Linked DNA regions of Mus musculus: all the other regions are linked to region 5. Evidence: chromatin contacts called from public HiChIP or PLAC-seq and promoter capture Hi-C data. All regions are on one chromosome and are shown on one strand. The core of a region is the stretch at or near the end of the contact, and the rest is flanking DNA. Distances in the headings are between cores, read along the strand shown.

The links. Promoter capture Hi-C pulls out the DNA fragments that hold promoters and counts their contacts. HiChIP or PLAC-seq counts read pairs in DNA pulled down with a chosen protein or histone mark.
Region 1: an H3K4me3 HiChIP or PLAC-seq map of bone marrow-derived macrophages shows a contact between it and region 5, with 4 times the contacts expected there. The contact joins the promoter of Atg9a here to the promoter of Stk36 in region 5. A contact is called at or near these places in 5 of 39 promoter capture datasets (cranial neural crest, liver, neural stem cells and 1 more), 1 of 484 Hi-C or Micro-C datasets (embryonic stem cells), 4 of 115 datasets of contacts at active chromatin or transcription factors (bone marrow-derived macrophages, effector CD8 T cells and large pre-B cells) and 2 of 9 other capture datasets (adipose tissue and liver).
Region 2: a contact with region 5 is called in an H3K4me3 HiChIP or PLAC-seq map of bone marrow-derived macrophages, with 4 times the contacts expected there. The contact joins the promoter of Nhej1 here to the promoter of Stk36 in region 5. A contact is called at or near these places in 2 of 39 promoter capture datasets (erythroid cells and liver), 1 of 484 Hi-C or Micro-C datasets (cortical neurons), 2 of 115 datasets of contacts at active chromatin or transcription factors (bone marrow-derived macrophages and large pre-B cells) and 3 of 9 other capture datasets (adipose tissue, embryonic stem cells and pancreatic islet).
Region 3: a contact with region 5 is called in a promoter capture Hi-C map of liver, with 2.5 times the contacts expected there. The contact joins the promoter of Cnppd1 here to the promoter of Stk36 in region 5. A contact is called at or near these places in 7 of 39 promoter capture datasets (the 3T3-L1 cell line, the C10 cell line, cranial neural crest and 3 more), 1 of 484 Hi-C or Micro-C datasets (cortical neurons), 3 of 115 datasets of contacts at active chromatin or transcription factors (bone marrow-derived dendritic cells and bone marrow-derived macrophages) and 3 of 9 other capture datasets (adipose tissue, liver and pancreatic islet).
Region 4: a contact with region 5 is called in an H3K4me3 HiChIP or PLAC-seq map of bone marrow-derived macrophages, with 3 times the contacts expected there. The contact joins the promoter of Slc4a3 here to the promoter of Stk36 in region 5. A contact is called at or near these places in 1 of 39 promoter capture datasets (pre-B cells), 1 of 115 datasets of contacts at active chromatin or transcription factors (bone marrow-derived macrophages) and 1 of 9 other capture datasets (liver).

What each region holds. Positions count from the first base shown.
Region 1 is chr1:75,190,755-75,193,454 of GRCm38.p6, forward strand. It overlaps Atg9a (autophagy related 9A), which reads right to left and starts at 1,256. Exons shown (of 16, transcript NM_001288612.1): 1 at 1,070-1,256; 2 at 69-126. Ankzf1 (ankyrin repeat and zinc finger domain containing 1) reads left to right here and starts at 1,406. Exons shown (of 13, transcript NM_026187.5): 1 at 1,406-1,923. The coding sequence starts at 1,698.
Region 2 is chr1:75,123,960-75,126,659 of GRCm38.p6, forward strand. Nhej1 (non-homologous end joining factor 1) reads right to left here and starts at 1,267. Exons shown (of 9, transcript NM_029342.4): 1 at 1,177-1,267. It overlaps Slc23a3 (solute carrier family 23 (nucleobase transporters), member 3), which reads right to left. Exons shown (of 12, transcript NM_194333.3): 11 at 2,383-2,478; 12 at 1,582-2,059. The coding sequence ends at 1,770.
Region 3 is chr1:75,141,305-75,144,004 of GRCm38.p6, forward strand. Cnppd1 (cyclin Pas1/PHO80 domain containing 1) reads right to left here and starts at 1,407. Exons shown (of 10, transcript NM_026977.3): 1 at 1,339-1,407; 2 at 754-1,256; 3 at 112-199. The coding sequence starts at 180. It overlaps Retreg2 (reticulophagy regulator family member 2), which reads left to right and starts at 1,482. Exons shown (of 9, transcript NM_170755.2): 1 at 1,482-1,824; 2 at 2,065-2,171; 3 at 2,619-2,649. The coding sequence starts at 1,559.
Region 4 is chr1:75,545,165-75,547,864 of GRCm38.p6, forward strand. It overlaps Slc4a3 (solute carrier family 4 (anion exchanger), member 3), which reads left to right and starts at 1,298. Exons shown (of 23, transcript NM_001357150.1): 1 at 1,298-1,449; 2 at 1,608-1,757; 3 at 2,069-2,234. The coding sequence starts at 1,707.
Region 5 is chr1:74,600,027-74,602,726 of GRCm38.p6, forward strand. Stk36 (serine/threonine kinase 36) reads left to right here and starts at 1,429. Exons shown (of 27, transcript NM_175031.3): 1 at 1,429-1,587; 2 at 2,003-2,175. The coding sequence starts at 2,092. It overlaps Rnf25 (ring finger protein 25), which reads right to left and starts at 1,371. Exons shown (of 10, transcript NM_021313.3): 1 at 1,299-1,371. The coding sequence starts at 1,339.

The DNA of each region.
Region 1 (2,700 bases), core at 6-2,505, 590 kb after region 5:
CTCTAGAGACTAACAGTTTGAAAGCATGTTTTTGTAAACAAAGGTTTAAGATAAGCACATGGTCCTACCAGCTCCATGGACAGTTTCTGCTACACGTCAGTCCTGGGTGCCCTGGTTGGACAGCTGCTGGAGGAAAAGGTGTCAGGCTTCAAAGAATGGAGAGTTGGGACAGAAAAAAATCCAACCCTCCCACCGGTCCAAGCCCCCACTAAGGAGGGCAGAGAGATGGGGAAGAGACACTTTGCCAGTTGTGTCAGATGTCCCCTGTTGTTCTATGTAGAACCATTCATCTACTTTGAGGATACCAGGGAGTAACTAAACTCTCTGACCCAGTGCAGAGTGAGTCAGTACAGGTCCGAATCCAAACAGCCCTTTGGGACTGTTTTACCTCTGGTCTACCTCAACTTTAGAAATCAGACATGCTTTTCGGGGTCCAGAAAACCCCGAATGGGAGTCTTCTCAAGATTTTTCTGGACAATCCCTTCTGCTTCCCTAGCATCAGAGACGTAGGCAGGCATGGCTTTTGGATCAGAATTTTCCAGTCCATGTAGACTCCGGATCCCGCTTGAATAAGTGGGTTCCCTGGGTGCCTAGTGCCAGGTGGGGTCAAGGTGGTATGGTATACTCCCAATCAGTAAAGACTCTGGGGATGGTGGATCTTGGTCCGACCTGGTCCCAGAGGGAGTCCCTTGGTTAATAATAAGAGGTGTGTGCCTCTGGAAACACACTCACCTGGTCAGTGTAGACCCAGGGCCCATGGATCTCCCCAGGAAGGGCCTGTGCCCAGGGGTGTCTGTGGATGGTGGAGGGGTCGAGCCAGATCTACAGCTGAAATCCCTGGTGGGCTGGGATGCCTCCCCAATCCCAGCCACCTAGACCTGAGCACAGGGCGCCCCAGGGTCGCCCGGCCCCAGGCCGGGGGCTAGGCTCCCAACAGCGGACAACCCGGCGCGCGGCCCCGGCGCACGCGCGCTCCCCTGGCCGCGCGCGCCCTCTATCAAAACATTCTAGCTGCGCGCCCCCGGCCCGCCCGCCGCTCCCCTGCCCCCGTTACGCATTACAAGCTCACTTGGGGCTCAGTGGGCATCCCTGGCCAGCTTGGGCCTGGGTCTGGAGATTCCAGTTACCAGCCTCGCGTGTCACCGCAGGAACCGGGATCCAGGGGATTCCAGAAGCCGGGTCTGTTCTGCTGGGCTCTGCCAGACCCGGAGCTCTAGGCCCTCCGTCTGTCATTCACTGTCACCCGCAGCCAGTCTGGCCAATGAAAAAAGTGGGTGGAGACATGGTGGCCAATTCTTAGCCCAGGGGGCAGGACGGAAGGCTGAAGGCGGGTCTTGGAGAGCAGAAGACCAATAGTGTGCTCTACGTGATGAGGGGCTGGGCTACGGGCGCGGCAGTGTGTCCCCTTCGCCTCTCCGTAGCCGCCGAATTGTTGTGGTGTTGCAGAAATCCAGTTTTCGAACGTGGTCTTGCGTGTGGCTCGGCTCTCGGGACATTAGGGGAGGCTTCTGAGGGAGGGTCGAGTGACGAGGCTTGGTGTCGGTGCTAGTAGTTCCGTTGGGTAGACTCTGACTGGTAACTCCTGGACTCGAATTGGGTCTTGGTGCTCTCCATTTCACTCCTGAAGATCCTCACGTATTTACCGCAGAACTGATTTGTGGGAGCGGGTAAAGGCTGAAGGGCATTTCTGCGTGGGGATGGCCAAACCGGCTGGCGATGCGGCAGTAGGATCTCGTTCTGGAGAGTTGTTTCTGCCCTCCGTTTCTTCTTCAGCCACGTCGCCAGCTCCAAGTGCAGCCTCAGCCCCTGCCTCCGTTTCCCTGTTGTCCCTCAACGGGGAAGCTCCACTCATTCGGGGCCTGAGCCTGGTGAGCCAAGCTCCTGGGGAGGCTCTGGCCTGGGCGCCGCGTACTTCCTGTCCAGGTATCCGGGTTGCTTTGGGGTGGACCTATGAGGAACGTCACAGGGTTCCGTGAAGTCTATTAACACGGAAGACTTACATCGTGATTTCCCAATTTAGGAATCCACACTGACTTTATGTTGGTCGGCTTTTTCTTTCCTCAATATATTTCAGCCTTGGGTTGTTTATACAGGGCTGGCCCATAAATTGTCACCATAAAGGTTTCTAGCTATTGTTTATATCTCGTTACATTAATACCACTGCTTTTAAAACACCTTTCCTAGGTCTATTTCAAATCGAAGTAGACTCCAGTCAGATATATTCCCTTTTGCTAAATATAGAATAATTTACTGATTTTCTACACTAGTTTGTCTTCGGCTGTGTTTTCTTGCACTTTTTTAGGTTGTCCACTGCAACTGGGAGTTATAAGATGTGAACATCCATTTAGGAACTGGTTTTATATGGTTAAAAATAAATTTAATCTGGGAGTTGTTAATACCCACCTGTAACCCTAGCACTTAGGAATCTGAGGCAAGAAGGAGACGTGGGACTTTAAGAAAAACCTAGACTGTACAGTGTACAGGTCTGGATTCCATCCCCAGTGCGGCAGAAGTATTTTAGGGCTTACTAGGAAGGGGGCTAAAGGGACCTTTCAGACACTGTGATGTACACCTTTCCTAGGTTTTGGTTAGGTATCAAGATGTGATAAAGACCATTCCTGGACTTGTTTTCCTGGGTGTGTGCTTGCTTAAACTCAGAGAGACCGCTATGTACACCCACAAGTTCACTTTTAAGAGCAA
Region 2 (2,700 bases), core at 17-2,516, 520 kb after region 5:
GTGTGGAGATGGTTATTTGTATCCTGGGCTGTTCCAACAGGATAAACTGGTCTCAGAATGATTAAAGAGTCTTCACTGGGCAAGAGTTTACACTGGGAAAGATTAGACATACAAATGAAGTTGCCAAACCCTCTAATTTCCCTTATAGGCACATCCTGGCATGCACTCTGAAACTCACCAAAATTGAGCTTATTGGCCTAACTGGTTCCGAAGGTCAAAACCCACAAGTCGATGGTTTTGTCTGAATGGGAGGAAGCTGTTTTAATGTGGCCAGGGACAGCTGGCCCTATAAAAATGTCTAAACATCCAGTCTGGCTGCTCCTACCACTCAGCCTGGTCTTGAGGTAAGTATAACTCAGTGAGTCAGGCATGATGGGGCATGCCTGTAATCCTAGCACACAGGAGGCTGAGGCAGGAGGATCTTGATTTGGAAGCCAACCTGGACAACATAGCAAGAGACTTTCAAAACAAAACAAAGTGGTAGAACGGACTGGGGCCTGAGACTGTTCACAGCATGGAGGGAGAAGGAATCTAAGTCCTCTGGGGTTTGACTCCCCGCCCCACACTCCGCAAATTGGTCTTCCATGATCACGTTAACCAACCTCGCGGGTTTAATTTGTCTTTTAAAGGAGAGACTGTGAAGTTGCACGACATTCTACCACTCGGGTTCCTCTCCCAGGGATAGTTCCTAAAATACCCTGCAGGGGGCAGTAAGGTCCTACAGACCATCTGTCGAGCCCACGCCCTGTGCCACCAAAGAGGGCAAACCTTAGGCCCTGCCGCCAAAGGTCACACGCCCCGCCCTCGAGCGCCCTAGGCGTCCATCTGCCCCCCCAACCCCCGCTAGAACTTTGTCGCCCGCCTCTCATTTTTACAGCATCCGCTGCACACAGTTACGGCTCAGGGCCCCAAAGGGGAACAAAACTAATTCATCCCAGCGGGCCAAACACGAAGCCTGCTAAGGAGGGGCTTCACACGACACACTAAAAGGCAGAGGCCGAAAACGGACTGCGCGTGCGCAGGTCCGCCCACTCCGGGAGGTCCAAAGTCGGGCTGCGCGCGGTCCCTTCTGGGAAAAAGCGCCCGGGTCAGGGGCCACTGCACGAGTTTATCTTTGCTTTTCGGCGTCCGGACAGACCCAGATCTCGGCGCCGACACGAAACCAACCCCACCTACCGTCAACGGCTGCGGGAACTCCCACCCTCCTCAAGGCGGGCCTGTCCTGGTGCGCAAACTGAGAGGCCACCCCCCCACACACAACACACTCAGGAAGGCGGGGTCTTGGGTGTGGGCGGAGCCAGGGCCCTGGTGGGCGGGGCCCGAACCTCACTTGTTAACGCCACTCGCAACTCTGCTGCTTTCCTAATTCCTTTCCTGTTGCCCTAAGTTGAAACGAAATACTACTTCTCTCTTGCCTCTTCATCTTTTTTTTATCTGCTTTACATTTTAGTTACTTATTTAAATCTTAAATGCAGGGAGAGGGCAGGGACCCTGTCGTATTCATATCCGTGGATGTAGGACCTTGCTCATGGCAAAGAGTAAATATTTGAATGCTAGAGTTCATTCAAGAAGCCTTGACAGTTTACAGGCAGAAATCTCATTTATTCAGTTCCAACCCGCTAAACCATGGCCTCTGCTCAAGTCTTAAGAGGAGGAAAGGCAGCCCATTTTGCAAGTGGGCCACATCCACCTCCACTGGGACAAAGTATACAGACTCCAGCAAGGTGGCAGTTACTGCTAAACTAAGACAAAAATGGTGGTCTTGATGATTACTGGGACCTAACCCCTTCTCTGCTAGCTGTGGAGTACGATTCCCCAGAGTTAGGCAACAAGTCGGCTCTCTCTCCTGTTTTAGAGGATCCTCCTTCATCCCCAGAGTCTTCAGGCATTGGACAGAGGCAGTGGAGAGGCTGTGGGATGCAGGAACACAGGTTTCTGATGGGTAAAGGAAGCCCATACTCTTGAGCAGCTTTCCTCCTGGATTGCTGAAGCATTTGAATTTCTTGGGCAGTGAAAGAAGTTGGCAGCCTCTGACCTAAGCCTCTCTCAGCCCGTGTACCTGTAAAAGAGGGGTGATCAGGATGGAGAGATAGCTCTTAGGAGCTGGTACTGCTCTTACAGAGGACCCAAGTTCCAAGTCCCAGCACCCATGCCGGATGGCTCACAACTGCCCGAATCTCCAGGTCTGGGAGGATCTACCATCACTGATCTCTACATTTTATGAATGCAAATATCCAAAGACACACATACACACATATGCATAATTTAAAATGAAAATTAAGGTTTTTTTTTTAAGTGAAAAATAAGTAAAGGTCACTGCCCTGCCCAACCTAGGGAGTAGTGACTACCTAGCCACTCCCCTGGGACCTGGTCTCAACTTACCAGATATAGTGTTTTCTAGGAGAAAGCCCAGTAGACCAGCTAAGAAAATGGGTTCTGCCAGCAAAGAACGAAGAAACATATCCAGGGGGCTCCAGCCTACAAAGGGTTGGGGCCAGGCAGGAAGGTAACTGATACTGTCCCAGGCAATGAGTCTTCCCTTTCAGACGTAAACTGCATCTCAAACCAGGGACACATCTCACTAGGCTGCCATTCCATCCCATCTACCTTTTCCCTCTACACACTCCATTCCCCACACTCAGGCCCTGCCCAGATTCCTTTCTCAGCACCATGTTTTCTAAGCACCCACATTCCCTCCAG
Region 3 (2,700 bases), core at 157-2,656, 540 kb after region 5:
ATAGCCCACTCCAGGGCATAACAAGTAAGAGAGCTCCCATTCCGCTCGGGTCTGGAGGAGAACGCCTGGGAGTTCTGACTCCCAGAGGCAGAGAACAGGCGGACCTCTCACCATGAAGTCTTGGAAACCGGTGAGGGAGAAGGCGCCTTCTTCGTCCAGCAGGAGCCCAGTCAGGTCCATCGCACTGTCAGCCGCCACCCTGCGAAGGTGGAGGGAAAGGGAAGGAATCGTAAGTGACCCCAGAGCCGTGCTCACCCGTTGGCCCACCTCTCCCGAAAGGGCCACCGCCCGACTGCGCGCAGCCTCCTCCCTTCTCGCAGGCGGCCGTGGGACGCCTCTTCCTGTTCCGCGTGCGACTGGGCCTCCCGGCGCCCGACGACAGGCGCGGCGCTCACCAGGCGAACCAGGAGGTACGAGGGCCAGCAGTGTTCTCAGCCCGTGCCGCGTTCGCTAGGCGTTTATAAGCTGCGGGAGTGAGTGTCACCGACGAGTCTGCGCGCCCGGCAGGAAGTGCCTCCTGCCTTGCCCAACCTGAGAGCTCCGGGTCTCCGGAGCTATGAGCACCGGGGGCAATTGTAATACGGTTCCCAGGGGACCGCGACACACCAAGGGTGAACGCGCTGACCAGGCTTTGTAGTCGTGGTACAGATAGTAACGAGCCTAACACAAAGGCAACGCGGCGAGTTGTTTCCTGGGTTTTAGGGAAGACGCACTCAATCAGCAATGCCCAGGAAAGATGAACAAGAAACTTACCGTAGGTGGGAGAACTGTGAACAAGGTGGGAGGGAATCTGTTGAATCTTTATGCCCCTTAGAAGTTTGAAACTGTAACACTCGAATACATACTGTATTCTGTATGGTTACTCCAGCAATTAAATGATCTCAAAAGATATAAAGCCTCAATGTACGATGTTAAACAGGTCTCCCCAAAGCAAACAGCGCCTGGATGTTTTATTTCCAAACACTCCTTCCACACAATTTGCGGCTGAGAGATTTTGGGAAGAGAGAGGGCCGACGCTCCAAGAAGGAAGAAACAACTTTTCGAAGTTGGTGAAGCTGCTTTGAAGTCATTAAAGTCACGCGCTGGTGTTTGTTTATCCGCTGAGGGGAGGGGACTGGAGGCGAAGAGGGTTGAGTAATGGGGATGGCACCGCCCTTCCCGATCCCAAGCAGATTGTAGTCAAGATCCTGGGGGCCTGAAAGCCCACTCACTGCCTCTGGGCAGTGCCTCACGCGACAAAGAGGTCTCCAGCCGCCCTGTAAACACCGGGAGAAGACCTCAGGCCTCGCAGCCTCAACGCCCGCCCCGGATCACCCCTCCAGCACCCTGGAAGCACACCTTCGTGGGTGCAGGATCACGACAGCGGCCAACGCGCACGCGCGGGCGTCCCATCCGGGCTGTTAGGGCACGTCACGTGGCATCGCGCTTCATCACGTGACGCTTGACCGCAGGTTTTTTTGCTCGCCCGTGCGTGCGCCCCCTTCCGTCTGACGCGCCCCCGGCGGCGGCCGCGCAGCCCTGGCTCCTCGCGGGCTCGGGCAGCGGCTGCGGCGCGGTGATGGCGAGCAGCGGTGGCGGTAACACCGGCGCGGGTGGCACCTCGGGGCTGGGCCTGGGCCTGGGGCTGAGCCTCGGCATGGGTGAGGCCACTGGCGACGCGGAGGAGGAGGCGGCCGCAGCCGAGGCAGTGGGACGTTTAGCTACGTCCCTGTGGCTGCGGCTCCGCGGCTGGGAGGCGGTGCTGGCGGCCGCACAGCGACTGCTGGTTTGGGAGAAGCCGCTGCACAGCCTGGTCACGGCGGCCACACTCAACGGCCTCTTCTGGTAACGGCCACGGAGGAGGGGGCGGGGCCGGGCTGCGCGGGAGAGCGGGGGCGGGAGGACCGGGTGCTCCCTCCCTTGGAGGGCTGTCAGCGTCTGGGGCGGTGATCCTGCACCAGGTGGCCCCATTTTTTAGTCTCTTAGTGACTGGGTGAGGCTTAGAGGGCCATCTCCCCATCCATGGGTCTTTCTGTGATTTTCGATGGATTTGGGAGCCTCAACTGAGATGCCTGTCTCCCTAAGGTTGTTGTCTTCGTCGTCCCTCCGGCCCTTCTTCCTGCTCAGCATCTCACTTTTGACCTATTTTCTACTGGATCTCTGGCATCCTCGCTTTCTCCCTGACGTTTCAGGTGAGTTTCTTCATTCCACATGCACTGTATGCACCTGCTCCGTGCATCACCCTGCTACTTGAGGGGAGGCACAGGAAGGCCATTTATCTCCTAAGGCATCCTGTATGCCCTTCCATCGTTTTTTTTTTTTTTTTTTTTTTTTTTAAGAAAATTGCCTGAAATGAGAATTGTTTCTTTTCCAAAATTAATGTTCTTGTGAGTTTAGTAGTCAAAACTATATAGCATTTAAAGCTGGGTTCAGAAACAGCATATCGTACACCTTGTAGTTGGTGGGTAAAGGGAATGCTCTGGACTTCACATAGTGGTTCAGGCCTGGAAGCGAGAGACAGAGGGATTACTGAAAAATTGAGACCAAGAATGTTAAAGAGAGGCAGCTCTTTCTGACTTTGGATCTGTCTCTAAGTGCTTCTTGTATTCTTAACTTACCCCACACCCTTTTCTCCATAGCACCACCCCCTGAAGAACCACACTCTGACAGGTGAGTATAGGCCACCTTTTAAAGAAGATGCCCAAATGTGGTCTGCTTGCT
Region 4 (2,700 bases), core at 48-2,547, 950 kb after region 5:
TTGTTTTTTGAGACAGGGTTTTAATATGTAGCGCTGGCTGGCTGGAACTCAGTGTGTAGACCAGGTTTTGCCTTGAACCCCTAGAGACTACTCAGCCTTTTTCGTTTGTTTTTGTTTTTCGAGACAGGGTTTCTCTGTGTAGCCCTGGCTGTCCTGGAACTCACTCTGTAGACCAGGCTGGCCTCGAACTCAGAAATCCGCCTGCCTCTGCCTCCAAAGTGTGGATATTAAAGGCGTGTGCCACCACTGCCAGGCTCTCAGCCTTTTAAGCGATGGAATTAAAGCCGGGTACCTCCATGCCCAGCTCTCAGAAGATCCATCTTAGTTGTGGCAGGATCATTTCTCTGGCCTGGGGATCCTGAACTGTTTGAACTGATTGTAGATGGGATGCGACCAGCTGCTTCAAGCAATCCCCAGGGCTCTGTGTGTACACTCTTCCCTTGGGTAGGGCTGAGATCTCGCAGCGCAGGGGTCAGAGCAGCTTCTACTTTGTACATGCTTCTCTCCCCTCCTTCCCACCCCACCTTCTGCTGACCCCCAGTTCTTCTCCCTTTGTTTGTTCTAAGGTGTAGGGGTCTGGCTTAAACGGACTGTCATTCAGGGCTTTTATGAGCATGGGTTATTCTAGATGCCCAGTTTCAGAGACTCAGAGAACACTGGGGGTGGGGGGTGGGGGTGTCCAGGTGCCCTTTGCGAACATCTCTCTGACCTTGGAAAGTGAGATAGGTCCTCCACGGTTGGAGGAGCAGGGGCGGGATTCGGGTGGAGGAACAGTGAGAGCTTAGCCACAGGATTTTAGAGTGGTTGGCCCAATTGGAATGCCCCTGTTTCAGCTGCCTCTGGCTACTGATGGGTAGATAATGTGCCAAGGTCAAATGGTGGGTGGCGCCCAGCGCCAGAAGCCAGCCTTTGAAGGGCATCAGTTGAGCTGAGGCTGGAGGTGTTGAGGGCAATGGCTTTCAGGGGTCTCTGATCTCGTGTCCAAGCTGGAGAGGCTTGTATGTGCGAAGAGGGTCTCCTCCAGGGCTCCTGAGGGAAAGGGAGGGGTGGCTAAAAGCAAGGTGGAGGAGTGTGTTTGAGGGATTGTGGGAATTTAGGGCCGTGCACCCGCCCCTCCTCCCCCCCCCCCGCAATGCGTGGGGCGCCTGGAGAGGGGTCTTGCGGGCAGGTGGGATCCTGCGGGGACCCGAGCGCGGGGCCCACGCTGGCCTGGTCGGGGTAAGTCAGGGATCGTCCACTCCCATTGTGCGGCCGGGCGGCGGCGGGCTGGCACAGCCGAGCGCTAGGAGGTGGAGCCGTGGACTGCAGGCTCCGGCGCCTGCGTCCGCCTGGCCGGGCTCTGCGCGGCGAGAGGCCGGACGGGAACCCGGCAGCCGCGCCCCGGAGCTTGCGGGGAGGGACATGGGGCGCGGCGGCTCTCCCAAGCCCCGCAGGTTCCGGAGCCCGGAGGTACTTAAGGGCAAGGCGTGGGCGCCGGGCCGGGTAGGGACAGCGGACTAACATGGACCGGGTTGGGCCTCGGAAGGGAGAGCGGGCTGGGCACCGGGATGGAGCACCCCGGAGGGGGCCCACCAGCGCAATTTCTGACCCCGCCCTCCTTCCTCAAGGCTCCCCAAGAGGTCTCTGCAGCGCCCCCTTCTTCTCACCCAGGGTTTGGGTCCCATAGTGATTGAGAGACTCCTAAGTCTTCAGTCTTCAGCCCTGCCATGGCTAATGGGGTGATCCCGCCGCCCGGGGGCGCCTCCCCCCTACCCCAGGTGACTGATGCGTGGGGGTGGGGTGGGGGAGGAGGGGCAGGATGGGCGGGGTGTCCTCTGGATGACCCTGGGACCACCAGATCCAGATGTAGAGCTGTATTGGTAGTGTAGAGGAATAGGGGGTCTTCGGTATTTCATGCACTTGTGGCTGGTGCTCCCACAACCTGGGGGGAAGCCCTCAGAGGGTGTTTTGGGGATGTTGATGCAGGCAAGGGTGAAGGTGTTGGGAAGGCCCTTGAAGTATGGAGTTGGGGTTGGGTGGGGAGTGTTCATGAACTAGGGGTCCTTAGGAGAGGCTATCTGGCCTGCAGGTCCGGGTGCCCTTGGAGGAGCCCCCTCTGGGTCCAGATGTAGAAGAGGAAGATGATGACTTGGGCAAGACCTTGGCTGTGAGCAGGTTTGGGGACCTCATCAGCAAGACCCCGGCCTGGGACCCCGAGAAGCCTAGCCGCAGCTACAGCGAGCGGGACTTTGAGTGTGGGTAGCCTGGGGACCCCTAGCACCCCAGCCTTCACCACCATCACCTTCATCGCCACCATTACTGCGCTCACCTCCGGCTTGATCACTCAGTGTCATCCTGTGCTGGACGCTGTGCTGGGCCACCATGCCATGTTAAGTCATCCTGCCTCTCATACCATCATCACCTTGTTCACCTGTCAGGGGAGATGTAGGGGAGATGCGCCTGAGGTCTCTCTCAGTGACCTTCATCGTGCACTGGGTCCCACTCACCCTCTGCCCCACTGTGTTTCCTGATGTGTCTTCCCTCAGCTTCTCTCTTTCTTCGGTACCACATCTCCCGACTCCCCTTTGCGACTTTCTCTCTATGTCACTCTTGTCCCCACTCCACCTGGCCTCACCAATGACAGGAGCAGGGATGCATAGTTGGGAGGGGTGTCCTGGCTCTAGAAGAAAGACTGGGGGTGCCTTTGTTTTAGATCTCACG
Region 5 (2,700 bases), core at 179-2,678:
CTGTAATGACATCCAAGAAGAGTGATTGTCCACAGCCCTACCCAGGTGATATGAAACCTGTATCCACTTTCTTATACATTTCCTCTCCATCTAGAGGAAGCACACCCCAGTATCATTTCTATAGTGATGGTTATTATTAGCATTCTTCTTAAAGCTTATTTTACTACTACTACTACTACTACTACTACTACTACTACTACTACTACTACTACTAAAAGACATTCTGGCTGCTATAGACCAATGCAGCCACTGCTACTCTGTCATGGCTCAGGTGTCCCTTCATAATCTTAGAAGTCACTCACAACAGTGAAAAGCACTAGTCTGGCTGGGCTCCCTAAACCAACGGAACACAGAGGTGCAGTCTCAGTTAAGACTTCCTTCAGTACTTTGCCCACCTTAGGTCACCTGAGCCTTGGATGTAAGATACAGACCTAAATGTAAATAAGGTCATAGGTTACAGGTGGAGGTGGGGGTGGGGTGGGGATGGGGGTCCGAAATAGGCTGTCCTAATACTAACAGTATAAGGCCTTAACTCAGACAGATGTCCTTTGGTCTCTTGAGGTTTTATACTTCAGCAATTAATGAAAAGCAGGCCTATGGATATTACGAATCCATGGTGATCCATCTTCCCAACTACTCTATGAGGTAATGCCACACCCACTTTTTTTTTTTTTTAATAGCTGACACTGACTCGCAGGAGCTAGCTGGTTTGGTCAGCATCACATCAAGCTAATTAAATATGGAGTGAGCACATTTTTATCTTATGTCCAAAACCCAAAGTCTTTAAAGGCTTTTGGTTTCTTATTAAGAATGCTCGAGAGAATAGGAGAGCTTATGAGGGGAGTAAGGCTTTTCTGACAATAGTTATTAGTGCTATCAGGAATATGGGAAGATTGAGGAACGCGTAGGCAGAAATGGACTGGTCCAAGGGGCAGGATCCTAGGGGCACGAGGAGGGCGTCCGTTCCGAGAGGCGGGAGGTGTGATGAGAAGCCATCCTCCAGGGCCCAGAAAAATCACATCAGGGAGAAGTGGGGAGGGGTAGGCCCGTAGTAGGGAGCAATGGGGTCGATAAGGCGTGGGCCCAGCTGGCAAGGCCGCCGTAGACCCAGTCCCTTCTCAGATCAGCGTCCCTCCTCCCTCCGTTCCCGGTCCAGTAGCTCGCCTACGAAAGGATGTCTCTTCTATCCCTCGCCCCTTGATCCACCCTTTATGCCCGTGGTTCGGACGGTCCGAAGCTGTTGCTAGTTCCCGGCACCAGATCCAGGCAGCCAGCCAAAACCTATGACCCAAAGTTACCAGTCCTCTTCCCCAGCAGCTGTCGACGCAGACGCCGCCATGTCTTCTCCGGCTCTTGGCCGGAACCGGAAACACCTTTTGGGAAGTTAGAGGCGGAAAACTAGGGCGGGGCGGAGTAAAAGAAAGCTGACGCCGTTTCTAGGCAACTGAAGACTCTAGATCCTTTGTGGGGCCTGCTAGCCAAGCGACAGAAGTGCCCTACAAAGTGCCAATGGGCGGTTCGCATCTGTCACACACCTCTGAGAGCTTTGTCCTTTAAACTTCTAATCAGTTCCAGGGAGTAAAACTGGTAAGAGTGGGGAAACTAACGAGAGCATCAATGAGGAATGGAGAAAAGTAACGCAGGCAGCTGGGAGGCCCCGAGCAACTAGCCTGAACTCAGCCTGGGGAGCTTGGAGCGTCTAGACTGGGAGCAAGTTAGGGGACCTCTGCTCGGGGCCAGAGTGGCGGTGCTGGGCAAGCTGAGGGTGTCAGGAACCTGGGAGAGTATAGAAGGAGCGTGTGAGCATCGCTGGTGGAGAGGGGAAAGGGAACACCGGTGTGCTATGGGCACCTAACCTGGGTGGGGAGGTGGGGGTGGGGCTGGAGACACTAAGACCTGATCATCTTTCCACCCTGGTCATGATTTTGAGGCCTTGGTTATTGTGAAAAATAGAACAAAGCAAGGTTGATAACGTGTATCTTTCTCCCATGTTATGAGCCAGGCCTCCCAGATGTGTGGAACTACCCCTGGATCTATAGCTCTTTGTCACCGTCTTCTTTCTACCTTCTGAGAGACCCCGAAACCCTTGCCATGGAAAAGTACCACGTTTTGGAGATGATTGGAGAAGGCTCTTTTGGGAGAGTGTATAAGGGCCGAAAAAAATACAGTGCTCAGGTAGTAGACAAGGATATCTTTTAAATGGGATTTGGTGACCCACGTGTCCAGTAAAAACGTGGGACAGAAGGGCTGCACGGTGTTTATTTCTAGACCCTGACACCAGCATACTTCCTAGGGTATACAGGCCCAGAAATTTGACTTCTTGGAATCAGATCCCAGCCTTAGAACTAGGAACAAACTACCTAACATCCCATGCTTCCATTTCCCAAACAGTACAATGGAGGAATATTGATAGGGTCTGAGGATCAAATGTGTTTCACACTTAATCACTTAATACAATGCCTGACACCTACTGAATGACAAAAATGATCACTGTTCTTTGTATTACCTAAGAAAAGATAACACCTTGAAATCTGGTCTTCCATCTTTACCTTTTCCTTCTCCTTTCCCCAAATCTCACGCTGAGTCCTTTGCTTAGGTCAGAAAACCTCTCCCAGAGTCCCATCAAAGGAATCTATTTGCCAGTAACTGTTTCCCTTTAGTGATGGGCTGACAAAGCCAGAGTACATCCATAGTACCCGG